Linked DNA regions of Mus musculus: region 1 is linked to region 2. The links are chromatin contacts, called in public HiChIP or PLAC-seq maps. All regions are on one chromosome and are shown on one strand. Each heading gives the region's core, a stretch centred on a gene start, on an enhancer-like site or on the middle of the called end of the contact. The rest is flanking DNA. Distances are from core to core; before and after follow the strand shown.

What was found. HiChIP or PLAC-seq counts read pairs in DNA pulled down with a chosen protein or histone mark.
Region 1: an H3K27ac HiChIP or PLAC-seq map of acute myeloid leukemia shows a contact between it and region 2, with 7 times the contacts expected there. The contact joins the enhancer-like site here to the promoter of Bard1 in region 2. A contact is called at or near these places in 11 of 39 promoter capture datasets (the 3T3-L1 cell line, 3T3-L1-derived adipocytes, the C10 cell line and 6 more), 1 of 15 datasets of contacts at CTCF or cohesin (pro-B cells), 1 of 484 Hi-C or Micro-C datasets (bone marrow-derived macrophages) and 13 of 115 datasets of contacts at active chromatin or transcription factors (the NIH/3T3 cell line, acute myeloid leukemia, astrocytes and 8 more).

What each region holds. Positions count from the first base shown.
Region 1 is chr1:72,129,435-72,136,945 of GRCm38.p6, reverse strand. No RefSeq gene overlaps it. Among named protein-coding and RNA genes, the nearest start is that of Gm4319, 9.4 kb to the right of the region's middle. Within about 2 kb of position 2,230, at least 14 of the 459 cell types and tissues checked have an H3K27ac peak or open chromatin away from gene starts, as enhancers often do. A contact at or near this core is called in acute myeloid leukemia, where this site is marked.
Region 2 is chr1:71,100,599-71,107,776 of GRCm38.p6, reverse strand. It overlaps Bard1 (BRCA1 associated RING domain 1), which reads left to right and starts at 4,805. Exons shown (of 11, transcript NM_007525.3): 1 at 4,805-5,109. The coding sequence starts at 4,970.

The DNA.
Region 1 (7,511 bases), core at 981-3,480, 1.0 Mb before region 2:
CCTTTGTGTGGCATAGGTGGGGGCGTCTCTGAGAGAGGGTATGTGAGACCTGAAGGACCAGCTGCCTTGTGAAGAGATGAAGAGCTGCAGCTGCCTCTGAGGGGACAGGAAGGACAGAGGATTTGGAAGAACTGAGGGACAAAGGGGAGAAAAGTTGTGTGTGCTACAGTTGTCACCGGTCATATGTTTTGTGCCCTTGGCTGCCAGGGCCTGGAAGGGCTGGGATAGAGACCCAGTGGCAGCCCGGGGAGGTTTCAGAGGTTTTTCTCCAGGTAAAACTAGATCCTTGATTTTAGAACGAGCCATTGTGAAGTGGAGTTGGAGCTTATTAGAAGGGAGATGTTCAACATGGTTAGTGGTGGGGTTGATTAGAGAAAGAGGAAACCCAGGAAGTACTGTCTAAGATCTACCTACACCTGGGTAGGGCTTCTCAGAGGAGGATCGCGTTTCATCGTCTTGTTTCCAGTAGCCATTAGGGGGATACCGATGAGTTCTGAGGTTAAGCTCTTCAAAGAGTTGTGAAGGAATTTAAATGAGAGATCAGGAGGTAGTTCCTGGTTTGTGCAGACAGGATTACAGTTAATAAGATAAAACTCCACATCGCAGAGATGTGGGAGGCTTGGGTGTCTTTGCGGCACCCGAAAGTTAATCGGCTTTGTGAGGGTTTTAGAAGGGAAGGAACAAGGGCATCGTTGAAGGTCAATAGGCTTAGCTTGTAAGCACGCTCCATTGCCAGTTTAATACTCTTATTCAACAATATCTCTACACAAGAGGGATGTTGTCTTTATGGAGGCAATCTTCACAGCAAATATTAATTGTGCTTCAATTCTTGACTCGCGGTTGTCGAGAGATGTCAAGCAGAATCCAGAGTGAGGGGTGCCCTGCCTGTCCCGTGTCCTAGAATTTCCCCGTCTCCCTGTCCTTTCAAGGCCTTGGTAAGGGTTGATGTATTGTACCATGTTTCTGTGGGCCTTTGATGGGTGGGTTCTAGGGACAGCCGGAGCTGGTTTTCATGACCAGGCAAAACCTGCAATTTATAGATGGTAAGAATGGAAGCAAGTTAGGGTAGGTGTTTTAGACCAGGGGAGGGCAGCAAGAATTAGGCAAAGGGCAATGGGGCTATGAGACTGGATTAGTTTTTTGTTTTTATTTTTGTTTTTGACAGTCTTGTTCAGTCCAGGCTGGACTTGAATTTGTGATCCTCTTGCCCCAGTCTCCCCCTCGTGCCAAGATTTCATGCTTGCCCCACCTGGGCATGTTTTCTTGGAACACTAGGAGGCACGTCCCCACAATTCATTTTGTCTCTAGGCACGTGGAGAACATGGGGAAGAGTTTTGGTAATAGCTTTATTTAGGTATAACTGAGAGACTACACAATTCAGGTAAGTGTGTGTTCTTGTTAGTACATATACACAGAGTTGTATACAACAACCGACTTTGTAGTTAATTACTCCAAAAGAGAGTCCATATCCTTTAGCAGGCACTCCACCTGCATTCTTCATATCTATCATACTAATGTGGTTCCCGTCTCTATAGATGTGTGATTCCTGGGCATTTAAACACATGGGCCCCATCATCATTCAAAGTTCATCCACATTGTAGCATGCTATTTCGTTTGTTTATAGTGTAGAATACCACTGCATTGTATGGCTATACATTTTATCTACTCATCCATCAGCTGATAGTTGGATATATCTTAGTCTAGCAGGGCTGCCACGACAAAGATGCCATAGCCTGCGTGGCTAACTAGAAACAAGCATCTGCTTCTCATAGTTCTGGAGCTACAAGTTCAAGTCCAGGTTCAGGCCTGATTCAGTTGCTGATGAGGGCTGTCTTGCAGAGAACAGAAGATGGTTCATCTTCATGATATAAGTGAATAGAGTGAATAGAAGAGGCTCTTTCTTTCTCTCTCTTTCTCATTTTTTATAAAGACATTCATTCCATTCAAAAGAGCCTGTACTGGCTGGTTTTATGTGCCAACTTGACACAAGCTGGAGTTATCACAGAGAAAGGAGCCTCCCTTGAGGAAATGCCTGCATGAGACCCAGCTGTAAGGCATTCTCTCAATTAGTGACCAAGGGTGGGTGGGCCTATGGTGGGTGGTGCCTTCCCTGGGCTGCTAGTCCTGGGTTTTATACAAAAGCAAGCTGAGCAAGCCAGGGGAAGCAAGCCAGTGGCTGGATCAGGAACCTGAGAAACCAACCACCAACAGGAAACTAAAAGTGAACTGAAAGTGAGGCAAGGCTATAAACTAAGCCCTGCCCTCTCCCACCCAGTAATGCAATTCCTCTAGCAAGGTTCCACAACCTCCTCACACAGCACCACCAAACCTAGGACCAAGTATTCAGACACAAGAAGCTACAGGGAACGTTTTCCATTCAAGCCACCACAGGGGGTTAGAGCTTTAACCTAAGAGTTTTTGCAAGTCCCAGACATCCACTCCCACAAACATGTTATTGCTATTTTTGATGATTATCAACAAATCTATTATGGGCATTGTGCTACCTGTCTACTTGACAAAATGTAGAATTAGAAGGGTATGGTGGCTTGAATGAGAATGCCCCCCACAGGCACATATATTTACATGATTGGCCCCCGGTTAATGAGCTGTTGGGAAGGATTAGGTAGGTGTGTCACTGGGGGTGGGCTTGCTGCCTGTGGATCAGGGTGTAAAGCCCTCAGCTCTTTCTCCAGCACCATGATGATAATGGACCTAACCCTCTCTGTAAGCAAGCCTCTAACTAAATGCTTTCTTTTGTAAGAGTTGGCTTGGACCTGGTGCCTTTTCACAGCAAGAGAACAGTGGCCCTCTGGGTGTGCCTGTGGAGTGTTGTCTTGAATTTGTCAGTTGAGGTGGTGTGTCATTCCCTGGCTGGAATCCTGGAGTGTAAAGAATGGAGAAAGGCAGGAAGCAGCAGCATATATCCACCACTCTCTGCGTCCTGATGTGGAGAATGGGACATGGTCAGCTACTTCAAATTCTCTGCTTTCAGTTCCCCGAATGATGGACTGTTTATGCTTAGACTGTGAGTCAGAATAAACTTCCTTCCTTAAGTTGCTTTGGTCAGGGAAAGAAACTAAGACAATTTGTGTATGTATTTTCATGTGGATATCCAAGCGTTTTGTTTGAATACTTGGAATTCTCAGTATTCAAGGATACATGGAGAAGCTAAGTTACTGACCATGGACTTATGATTTTTTTCTAACAGCCATTAGCCTTTTCCCTGTGTTGAGGCCCTGTGGTGGTTTGAATGAGATGTCTGACGTATTCTCAGGCATCTGAATACTTGGTCCCCAGTTGGTGACCCTGTTTGGTTATGTCTGGAAGGTGTGGCCCTGCTGGAGGGGGTGTGCTACAGAGGGTGGGCTTTGAGCTTTCTTTCTTTTTTCTAAGATTTATTTATTATTATATCTAAGCACACTGTAGCTGTCTTCAGATGCACCAGAAGAGGGCATCAGATCTCATTACAGATGGTTGTGAGCCACCATGTGGTTGCTGGGATTTGAACTCATGACCTTCGGAAGAGCAGCCGGTGCTCTTAACCACTGAACCATCTCTCTAGCCCGGCGGCTTTGAGCTTTCAAAAGTCATGGACCATTTCCAGTGATCTCCCTCTGTTTCCTGTTGGTAATTTGAGATGAGAGCCCTCAGATCTGTTTCCAGCTCCAGTCACCACGCTTAGCCTACTCTCACAGGTCCCTACGGGGATGGTGATAGACTCTCACCTCTCTTGAACCTTAAGCCCCAAATAAAATATTCCTTCTATAAATTGCCTTGGTCATGGTGTTCTATCATAACAATAGGAAAGTAGCTAATACAGGCCTGCTGGATATGACAACTGGAGCCATCATGCGGGAGTTGGCTTACACTGCTCTCAGGGGACTCACGGACGATCTGCTGGAGGGTAGAGTAAGCCCAACACGTATCATTAGAGGTCACGTGTGCGGGGAGAAGCTGGGTCAGTGAGGGAGCCCTGGGGTGGGTGTCTGCTCTCCTTTCCCTAACTCAGGCAAGTTGCTTATGCTTTCTGGTCCTCACTGGTAAAATGGTGAACCCCAGTGATAGTTACCTCACTGAGCTATCAGGACTGAATCAAAGCGTGCTCAGCACTCTCCTGGAAGAGCCACTCCTCAGGGTCTGGGGTTGATGTTAGAGAGCGAGTCTATCTTATTTGAAATGCCTGGGACCAGAGGTTACACATTTGTGGGAAGCCGCCCCCACATTCGCCGTCACAAGATGGTGCTGACAGCTGTGTTCTAAGTGGTAAACAAATAATCTGCGCATGTGCCAAGGGTATTTCTCCACCCCATGTACTCTGCCTTCCCCGTGGCAACAACTCGGCCATGGGCTGCAGCCAATCAGGGAGTGATACGTCCTAGGCGAAGGATAACTCTCCTAAATAGGGACGGGGTTTCGCTTTCGTTTTTGGGTTTGAGTTTTGCACTCTTGCTCCTGAAGATGTAAGCAATAAAGTTTTGCCGCAGAAGATTCTGGTTTGTTGTGTCTTTCCTGGCCGGTCGTGAGAACGCGTGTAAGAGTTGGTGCCGAAACCCGGGACGAGAAAATCCGAAAAAAAAAAACCCGGGACAAGAAAACTCGGGACGGGAGTTAACCATCACCGGCGCAAGGAAGATTCCTCATTCCGGAACCAAAACTGCGGGTCACGGTCATAAAGGTTCCCGTAAAACAGACTGTTGAGAAGGATTCAACTGCATGAATTCAGAACTCTTTAGCTGGGGAACAGGGGTACCAGTGAGTACAGCTTTACAAGGTAAGTCTGGTCTTGAACTTTCTAACGAAATTCAAGACAGTCTATCAAAAGTAAAGTGGGAAATAGCTTTACAAGGTACGCCTGGCCTTGAACTTTCTAACGAAATTCAAGACAGTCTATCAAAAGTAAAGTGGGAAATAGCTTTACAAGGTATGTTTGGCCTTGAATTTTTTCTAGTGTTAGGAGCCCTTTTGTTCTTTTTCACATGTTATCAAGTGATTAAGGTAGGGCTAAAAATTCTGGATGAAATTCAGGGCAATCTATCAGAAGTAAAGCGGAGAGAGAGAGTAGGAGCAAAGAGGAAATATGGTACACAAAATAAGTATACAGGCCTTTCCAAGGGTCTTGAACCCGAGGAAAAGTTAAGGTCAGGTAAGAAAACCTGGGGAGAGATTAGAAAGAAGGAAAAGAAAAAAGAAAAGAAAAAAGATCAATTAGAGAAGCCAGCTCTTAGTAGCTCTGAATCAGATGACAAATTCTCCTCTGAAGAAACAGACTGGGAGGAAGAAGCAGCTCGTTATGAGAGAGAAAAGTGCCAGCCAGATAAAATGCGAGCTAATTGGTCAAGAAAAAAGCCAAAAGCGGCTGGCGAAGGCCAGTTTACTGCTTGGCCTCCGGGCAGTCGGCTTCAAGGTGCACTTCCGCCCTATGCGGAGCCCCCGCCCTGTGTAGTGCGTCAGCCCTGCGCAGAGAGACAATGCGCAGAGAGACAATGCGCAGAGAGACAATGCGCAGACTCATTCATTCCCAGAGAGGAACAAAGGAAAATACAACAGGCATTTCCGGTCTTTGAAGGAGCCGAGGGTGGGCGTGTCCACGCTCCGGTAGAATATGTGCAGATTAAAGAGCTTGCCGAGTCGGTCCGTAAATATGGAACCAATGCTAATTTTACCTTGGTGCAGTTAGACAGGCTTGCCGGCATGACACTAACTCCTGCCGACTGGCAAACGATTGTAAAAGCCGCTCTCCCTAGTATGGGCAAATATATAAAATGGAGAGCTCTTTGGCATGAGGCTGCACAAGCGCAGGCCCGAGCAAACGCAGCTGCTTTGACTCCAGAGCAGAGAGATTGGACTTTTGACTTGTTAACGGGTCAGGGAGCTTATTCTGCTGATCAGACAAACTACCATTGGGGAGCTTATGCCCAAATTTCCTCCACGGCTATTAGGGCCTGAAAGGCGCTCTCCCGAGCAGGTGAAGCCACTGGACAACTAACAAAGATCGTCCAGGGACCTCAGGAGTCATTCTCAGATTTTGTGGCCAGAATGACAGAGGCAGCAGAGCGTATTTTTGGAGATTCAGAGCAAGCCGCACCTCTGGTAGAACAGCTCATTTATGAGCAAGCCACAAAGGAGTGCCGAGCGGCCATAGCCCCAAGAAAGAACAAAGGCTTACAAGACTGGCTCAGGGTTTGTCGAGAGCTTGGGGGACCTCTCACCAATGCAGGTTTAGCGGCTGCCATCCTTCAATCCCAAAACCGCTCCATGGGCAGAAATGATCAGAGAACATGTTTTAACTGCGGAAAGCCTGGGCATCTTAAGAAAGATTGCAGAGCTCCAGATAAACAGGGGGGGACTCTCATTCTTTGCTCTAAGTGTGGCAAGGGTTATCATAGAGCCGACCAGTGTCGCTCTGTGAGGGATATAAATGGCAGACTCCTTCCCCCGCCTGATAGTCAATCAGCTGATGTGCCAAAAAACGGGTCATCGGGCCCTCGGTCCCAGGGCCCTCAAAGATATGGGAACCGGTTTGTCAGGACCCAGGAAGCAGTCAGAGAGGCGACCCAAGAAGACCCACAAGGGTGGACCTGCGTGCCGCCTCCGACTTCCTATTAATGCCTCAAATGAGTATTCAGCCGGTGCCAGTGGAGCCTATACCATCCTTGCCCCCGGGAACCATGGGCCTTATTCTCGGCCGGGGTTCACTCACCTTGCAGGGCTTAGTAGTCCACCCTGGAGTTATGGATTGTCAACATTCCCCTGAAATACAGGTCCTGTGCTCAAGCCCTAAGGGCGTTTTTTTCTATTAGTAAAGGAGATAGGATAGCTCAGCTGCTGCTCCTCCCTGATAATACCAGGGAAAAATTTACAGGACCTGAGAGAAAGAAAATGGGCTCCTCAGGAAATGATTCTGCCTATTTGGTTGTATCTTTAAATGATAGACCTAAGCTCCGCCTTAAGATCAACGGAAAAGAGTTTAAAGGCATCCTTGATACCGGAGCAGATAAAAGTATAATTTCTACACATTGGTGGCCCAAAACATGGCCCACCACAGAGTCATCTCATTCATTACAGGGCCTAGGTTATCAATCATGTCCCACTATAAGCTCCATTGCCTTGACGTGGGAATCCTCTGAAGGGCAGCAAGGGAAATTCATACCTTATGTGCTCCCACTCCCGGTTAACCTCTGGGGAAGGGATATTATGCAGCATTTGGGCCTTATTTTGTCCAATGAAAACGCCCCATCGAGAGGGTATTCAGCTAAAGCAAAAAATATCATGGCAAAGATGGGTTATAAAGAAGGAAAAGGGTTAGGACATCAAGAACAGAAAAGGATAGAGCCCATCTCACCTAATGGAAACCAAGACAGACAGGGTCTGGGTTTTCCCTAAAGGCCATTGGGGCAGCACGACCCATACCATGGAAAACAGGGGATCCAGTGTGGGTTCCTCAATGGCCCCTATCCTCTGAAAAACTGGAAGCTGTGATTCAACTGGTAGAGGAACAATTAAAACTAGGC
Region 2 (7,178 bases), core at 3,556-6,055:
CGGAGTGGCAGGGCACAGGAGAGGTAAATAGGTTAAAGCAAGCAGTTTGTATGCCTCAGAATCCTCCTAGGAACAGAGTGTTCATTTCGGGGAGCAGGAATCGTTTTGAGAGTCTCAGCAACTTTGGAGTACTACTTAGTTGGGGAATACATGCAGAGAGAAATGGAGCAACAAGTCTAAATTTCTGTATAAATAGTTGGTTCTTAGGAAGAAACTCAGAAAGCAAATAGAAAACCACTTAGCCCCTTTAAACAGAAGAACGCTGCGAACTAACACGTTAGTAAAACCTTGTTGATGGACTGGATTTCTGTACAGATTTTCCCCGTCGGAGAGGATAATTTCAGTATTCATTTGCTACCCCCATTATTGTTGTGGGTGGAATAGATTTTGTAAAGGGCTCTACCATTATCCCAAAATTAGTATTTTTGCAATTATTGGTCAACTCATCCTAAAAAGGATGTCTATGTTTTACACACACACACACACACACACACACACACACACACACACACACACCTGGAAGAATTAGCTCATTTATGGGTGAGGTGAGGAGCTGCTTTCCAGTAATCGTAATGCGCTAGTGCCTTGAGTGAAGCAGGGTGAGCTAGAAGGGAGGGGACAGGCTGTTGAAGACAGGACAATCTTGATGATTCTTTTAAGTCTACTATCACTGCCCTTAAACGGTCCCCCGAAAGTAATATGAGCCCTGGGAGAGGTATCAGGGCCATGAAAACAGGAAACCAAGAGAGAACCCATTGCACCTGGGTCACAATGGCTTCTACAGTATAGAAGAAATGGGCCAATTGCAATCATCTGGTCCCCAAAGTAGTTTATAAAATGTGAAATGTTCATTTACTCTGATCACAGTTAAGTAGTGCCATAATTAAAAAAGCATTTGATAAATGTGTTCCCTGTTCTATAGAAATTATGTGACTGGACTCAATGCTACTATTTCTTGGATGCTTATCAATACAGGCAATTCATACTTAGGCTCTTGTGAAAATATAAAAAAATCTATATGACTTATTATCTCCATTTTCCAGATAAAGTTAATGTTTAGAGAGCTGAAGATCTGATCGAATTCCATGGTCATAGCACCCAAGAGGCTGAGGGAGGAGGGTCAAGGGTTCTAATCAGCCTGGGCTACACAGCAAACACGATCTCAAAAATTAAAATTTGATTTAGGTCACATGTTTGTACGAGATTGTAATGGGACTGATTCATGAAATTATCTTTATATTTCATGAATCCTGGAGTGCCAGTGACTTAGACGTTGATTATCCGGAGGCTCAGCAACGAGTAAGTAACTTGACAGAGTTTGTAACCAAGAACTAACTCCATGTGTGCCTCTGAGTTTTAGAAAACTATGTGGTTAGTGTGCTTGTGTTAAGGTCTCATTAGAATGCTTTATGAGACCAAAAGGGAGAAGTTAGGGTGTGGCTCGGTGGTAGAGTACCTACCCAGCATGCACTTGGGGATAGAGGTGGGGTTGGGGGTTGGATTAGATTTTTGTTTTGTTCATCTACTTTTACTACTAGATTCTGGTGAAGTCATCGAAACTTGCTGGGCCTTTGTGATGTAGCAGAACTACTTAAGTTGAGACCAAAAAAAAGATTACTGGAAATAAAGATTAATTAAAACACCCGGGTCAAGATGCACCACACGTTAAATGCTTCTTTTCAGGAAGGATCTTGTTCGGCTGGACTGCTATTACAAAATTATAGTTTTGGTGACAAAAAAACCCATCAAGAATGTACCGCAGCCACCCAGGATCAGCATCGGCATGCCACGGTTGGTTCTCACCGTGGGGCTGCTCACTTTTTGCACTCTTACAAGACAGAACATGAGATAATTCTTCCTCGGCTGATGATTATGGTGGTTTCTGTGGTTCCTAGAGATAAGAGGAGAGAGACTACGAGCCCAAATCACCATGGGCAAACTAGTTAAAGCAAGCAAGGAATTAAGCAAGCATTTGTACTCCCTCCATGGGCTCCCTCCCCCTAAGGTAGGGCTTGAGAGGTCAGCTTACAGGGGAGGAAGACAAGGGTTTTATAGCTCAGGGGTAGGGGCTTTTCAAATGGGAGATTTGGGAAGAAAAGTAGGTGGAGTTTACAGGGGCAGAAAATAAGCCTACCACATCAGTCATAATGACCTCCTGAAACAAAGACATGATTGCAAGGTGATCATAAAGGAGACATAACAACAGGTAGTCAGTTATAACAACCTTGTGAAACAGAGGTAGGGTTCCAAGGTGGTTATAACTTTTTGAAACAAAAACATGATTCCTGATTCCTGGAACAGCCAGTACAGAACCATTTGTAAGTAAGGTTGCAGGTTGGGCATAGCCCAATCCTTGAGAAATGGAATATTAATCATAATCAGGAATGAACTTGGTTTGTTTTTACTGTAAGATGATGGCTTTCAAGCCTAAGATGGAGGCAGGCTGGTTCATCAGTTCCATCCTCAAAATCTCATATAAACCTAAGTGCTTTCATAAGTCCCTGCCTCCAAATGCTGTCTCATTAGGGGCTAGAGCTTCCATTCATGAACTTGGGGTGAAAGGAAATAAAACTTGAGACATGTGATTCATGTAATTTATGTCAAATAGCCCAAAGAGTTGTTTGTGAGCTTTGAAACCTGGGGCTGAGAACATAGCAGAATAGGCCAGGACATGCCCGGGTAGGCCCGTCGTCATATGTCCTGACTGTCCTAGTGCCTCCCTATCTCCCACCCTTCTGACAGTCTGTTGGTGTTTAAATGGACCAATCATGTGAAACCGAGCCAATTCCTCCCCCAGCCCCATCCCTTTTCTATAAAAACCCCTAGCTTCCAAGTGTCGGGGTCGAAACCACTGTCTCCTGAGTGAGATACGTTTTGAACCGGAGCTCTGCCATTATGACTCCACCATGTGGTCGACACCTCTGTCTCCTGCGGGAGATATGTGTTGGCCCGGAGCTCCGTCATTAAACTACCTCATGCTTTTACATCAAGATGGTCGTCTTTTCTTGATTCTTGGGTGCGCGCTGAACAAAAATTGAGTGGGGGTTTCCCCACTAGGTTCTTTCAGGGGCAGACACATTGGTTCAGTCCCACACTGAATTTAGCCTCAAGTTGTAGTATTCATAGGAGGCTTGAGTCAGATAATTAAGTGAAGCACTTGCGATATATAAGAGTCCAAGAACTCAAACTCTCAGCTCTATTTAGAGCTTTATATTACATGTCCACCCTGGTTCTATAAATGCTCATATAAATGTGCATGCTATGAACTGTGAGGTTAAAAGTACCTGAGAGACTCTACATTCAGGATCAGGAAAACCTTTCAAGCATTGATGTTTGAGCTGAGATCTGAAGGAGTACTGCCTAAGAGGAAAATTCCAGGTTCCAAAGTGAATCTTTGTGTAAAAGCCCAGAGGCAGCTGGACCTAGGCTTTTGATGAAGAAAAGCTCCACGGGAGAATAATGGCATGCTTTCCCAGGTTGGCATAGGCCTCATATCTCATCAAAGAAATAGCTTTAGAGTTTTATTTGTTTGTTTGTTTGTTTATTTATTTGAGATAGGGTTTGTCTTGACTGTCTCAGAACTCTGTTGACTAGGCTGGCTTTGAACTCAGAGATCCACCTGCTCTTCCCCCCCCCTCCCCCCATTTCCATGCCTCTAGTGCTGGGATTAAAGGACCTTCCAGGCCTTTCCACCTTTAGAGTTTAATCAGGGTAGTGCCAAGACTAATTTTGTGTTTGGTAATGTCTTGTATATCTTTAGTGAGGCCTAAGGATGGGAGGCAATCTAGGCAGATGTGTGGATTCCAGTAAGAAGGAACAACTTTAAGGTAAACAGAGGCAGCTGGGGCGGTTAAGCAGAGACAGAGAAATAAAAGGGGATATGCAAGAATGTGTTCATAGGTTGGAAGCTGTGGAGAGGGCGGGCTGTGCTTGCCCAGTGTTAATATTCAGATCCGCAGGAGGGTCTATGGATTTGGCTGGTAGAATACTTCTAGCATAAAGGAGGCTCTAAACTCAGTTCAGCACCATGTAAGCTGGGCGTGGTGGTGCATATCTGTAATCCCCTATCGCGCAGAGGTGGAGGATCGCAAACTGAGAAGTTCAAGGTCACCCTTAGCTTCACAGTTTAAGCTAGGTTGGCAAACAGACGCCGTTTCAAAAAAAAAAAAAAAAAAAAAATCCCCGGGGAGGGTAGACCCTCTAGCAAACAAAAACGTTTTATGCAGTTTATCATATTTTAAAAGCACACCAGAACTTCTAAGAGATGCCCTTGGTCGGATATTTACAGCTAGTTAAAAAGTGAAATTGAAACTTAGTATTTAGCGGATTCTTATATCCTACAGCAAGGAGAAAAAGAGAACTTTCTTATATAAAGGGTAGTACTTTTATTGTCATGGGAAAAGCTTGTCCAAGTTCAACAGTAGCTTGAATGCCACTCTTTGTAGATGGCTTCAGCGGCAAGCTCCTGAGGCTATGGGAGGGTTAGAATCCAACTTCTAGGTAAGCACAGTTTCAGTAAACTGAGAGGGGGTGGGAATGAAACCCATGGGGAGCCCCGCCTCTTTGAAGGCGTGGCCTGAGGCCCCGCCGCTCAGTTTCCCGCTCAGGAAGTTTGAGCGCGCTATACCCCGCCTCCTAGGGCCACAGGCCTAGGTGACTTCTCCCCACGCCTCCTCAACCCCGCGCCTTGGCACTTTGGTTTCCGCGGTCCGCCCTACACCTCCTGAGGGCGTGGCCTCTCAAGCCTCGCCTCTCCATTTCCGGAACTTGGACCGCATTACTAAAGCCCCGCCCTCAGGCCTTGAGGGCGTGGCCTAAAGCCGGGTCCTTCCATCTCTGAGTTTTACCGCGTTTCAGCCTCCGAGCCGGAGGCGTCCGACCAATTCAGAGACTCCGCACGCAGCAGGATCCGGCGGTGACCAGCGGGGTGCGGCGCTAGAGCAAACCTGACCTCCCCTCCTCTGTGGGAATGCCACGCCGGCCGCCGAGGGTCTGCTCTGGGAACCAGCCTGCTCCCGTGCCCGCCATGGAGCCGGCTACCGACGGGCTTTGGGCCCACAGCCGCGCGGCGCTTGCCCGCCTGGAGAAGCTGCTGCGCTGCTCCCGCTGGTAAGGACCGGCCTGGCGACCTAGTGTCGTCTGTCCCTCCGTGTCCCACTCCTGAGTTTTCTGAGTGGCTTCCCAGCCACCTGCAACGAAGATGACTCAAACGGCACTTTTCGAATTTTCGCGGGAGAACTGCCTTCGGGGCGTGGCTCAAAGCGCAGCTCGTTGGTCACTCCCCGAAGGTGACGCTCGGAGCTGAGCCGAGCTAGTGCTGCTGGGGTCCTGGAGTTCGGTCCTCTGGGAGCGTGGTCCCGTGGTTGCGTGCGGGGCACAACAGCCCCTGTGAGGCTGACCTTTTGGTCCTTTCTCTAGTAGCAGGCTCGGCGTGGGGAATGGGAGGCTAGGGACCTGGTGACCGGTAGTTTGGCGATGGCAGTTTGTTGAGCATCGCAATTTTAACTTAGTTAGATTATGGCCCTGTACCACTGATCCTCCAACATGCCCTCTCTTGGATTTTATTCAGTCTGAAATGCACTCCTAAGTGGTACTTTCTTACCTGAGGCTGTTTATCGAATACTACCAAGAAATATACTTCTTTCCCCTTTTTTCTCTTTGGCAGTAGCGAATGTTAAGCCTTCAGTCTTTACTACAAATACAGTGTTAACTGCAACTTTTTTTTTTTTTTTTAAAGTTAACTGGCAACAAACTTTGCACTTACGTTAAATTATTCTTTTTTTTTTTTTTTTTTTTTTTTTTTTACAAACTCTTAGTATTTGAAAGAATGGCATTGTATTTCTTAGGAGAGTGGCGATTCTGTTAACATGAACACGTTCTGAGTTCTGCTTGTGTTTTCCTAAAGCATACGGATCATCCTGGGTGTAGACATACATCGGAAACTCAACTTCTAGTTGCAGTAGCAGGCCAGTGATGACGCACATGTTGGATCTCAATCTGTGGGTCGCGACCACTGGGACACACATTTAGGTCTTAGGAACGGAGACCCAGCTTAGTAGCAAAATTACAGTTATGAAGTAGCAAAGAAAAGAATGGTATGGTTTAGGGTCACCACAACGTTTGGAACTATATTGAAGGGGTTGTAGCATCAGGGAAGGTTGAGACCCAACCACTGCTTTAAATAGTTGAACCACAGTTAAACTCAGATGGAAACACATATTCTTCCACTTAGAATGTGTCAGACCACATGAGTTCAGGTTCCAGCCACATCTTTGGTCTTCTCTGTACCTCAGTAATAATGGTTTGCTCATTCACATATTAATTTGCTAATATTGAGATTTGATAATAAACATGTAATGAATACATACCAAACAGTGTTCCGAGTATGGAGAGCCCATTCGTGAGCAAAGCTTCCTTCCCAATGTTTCTGTAACCCTGCCTCAGGGATCCCAAGAAAAAATTAAATACATGTAAGTTGTTTCCTGTGGTGACTATCCAAAATGGACACAAAAAGATGTGATGAGAAAATGATTTAGTCTGCTTGCTGAGCCATTTGGAAGAGACTAACTAGATAAAGTAATATGAATAATCTGTAGGTTGTCCTAAAATTAAACAACCAGTTTCCCTTTTTACCAACTGCCAGCTCTTTTAAACTAAGCGAGCTAGCTTACCGTAAGAGTCAAGGGCCTGAAGATAATAGTAATTAGGCTCAGGCTGTACTATGCCACATCCAGTTGTCCAGAGAATATGAGGTTCCTGTGGTCTTGTTTTTCTTTTTTTCAGTTTATTAAACTCTGCTAAATGAGTTTATTTTAACTACTAGAGGATATAAGCTCATATAGGACTTTGAATTAATTTTTCCCTGTGAAGTGTCAATAAATATTACTTAGGTTTTTCAGTCACAAATCATCTCTACTTTCTTTAAAAGGGTTAAAAGGCTGGGAGTGGGTGGTTCATGCCCTTACACTCAGCTTTCTGGAGGCTGTTACAATCAGTTGCCTTTGAGTTTTTAGCCGGCCTGGTCTACATTGAGTTCCTGGCTTGCAGGACTACATCGTGAGACCCAGTCTCGAAAACCAAACCAAACCAAAGCAAACAGAAAGTATAAAAATGTTCTTTGTTCAAAGGGCTGTGGGAAAGCAGGCTGTTTTGGCTTGATTTGGACCAGAGGCAACAAC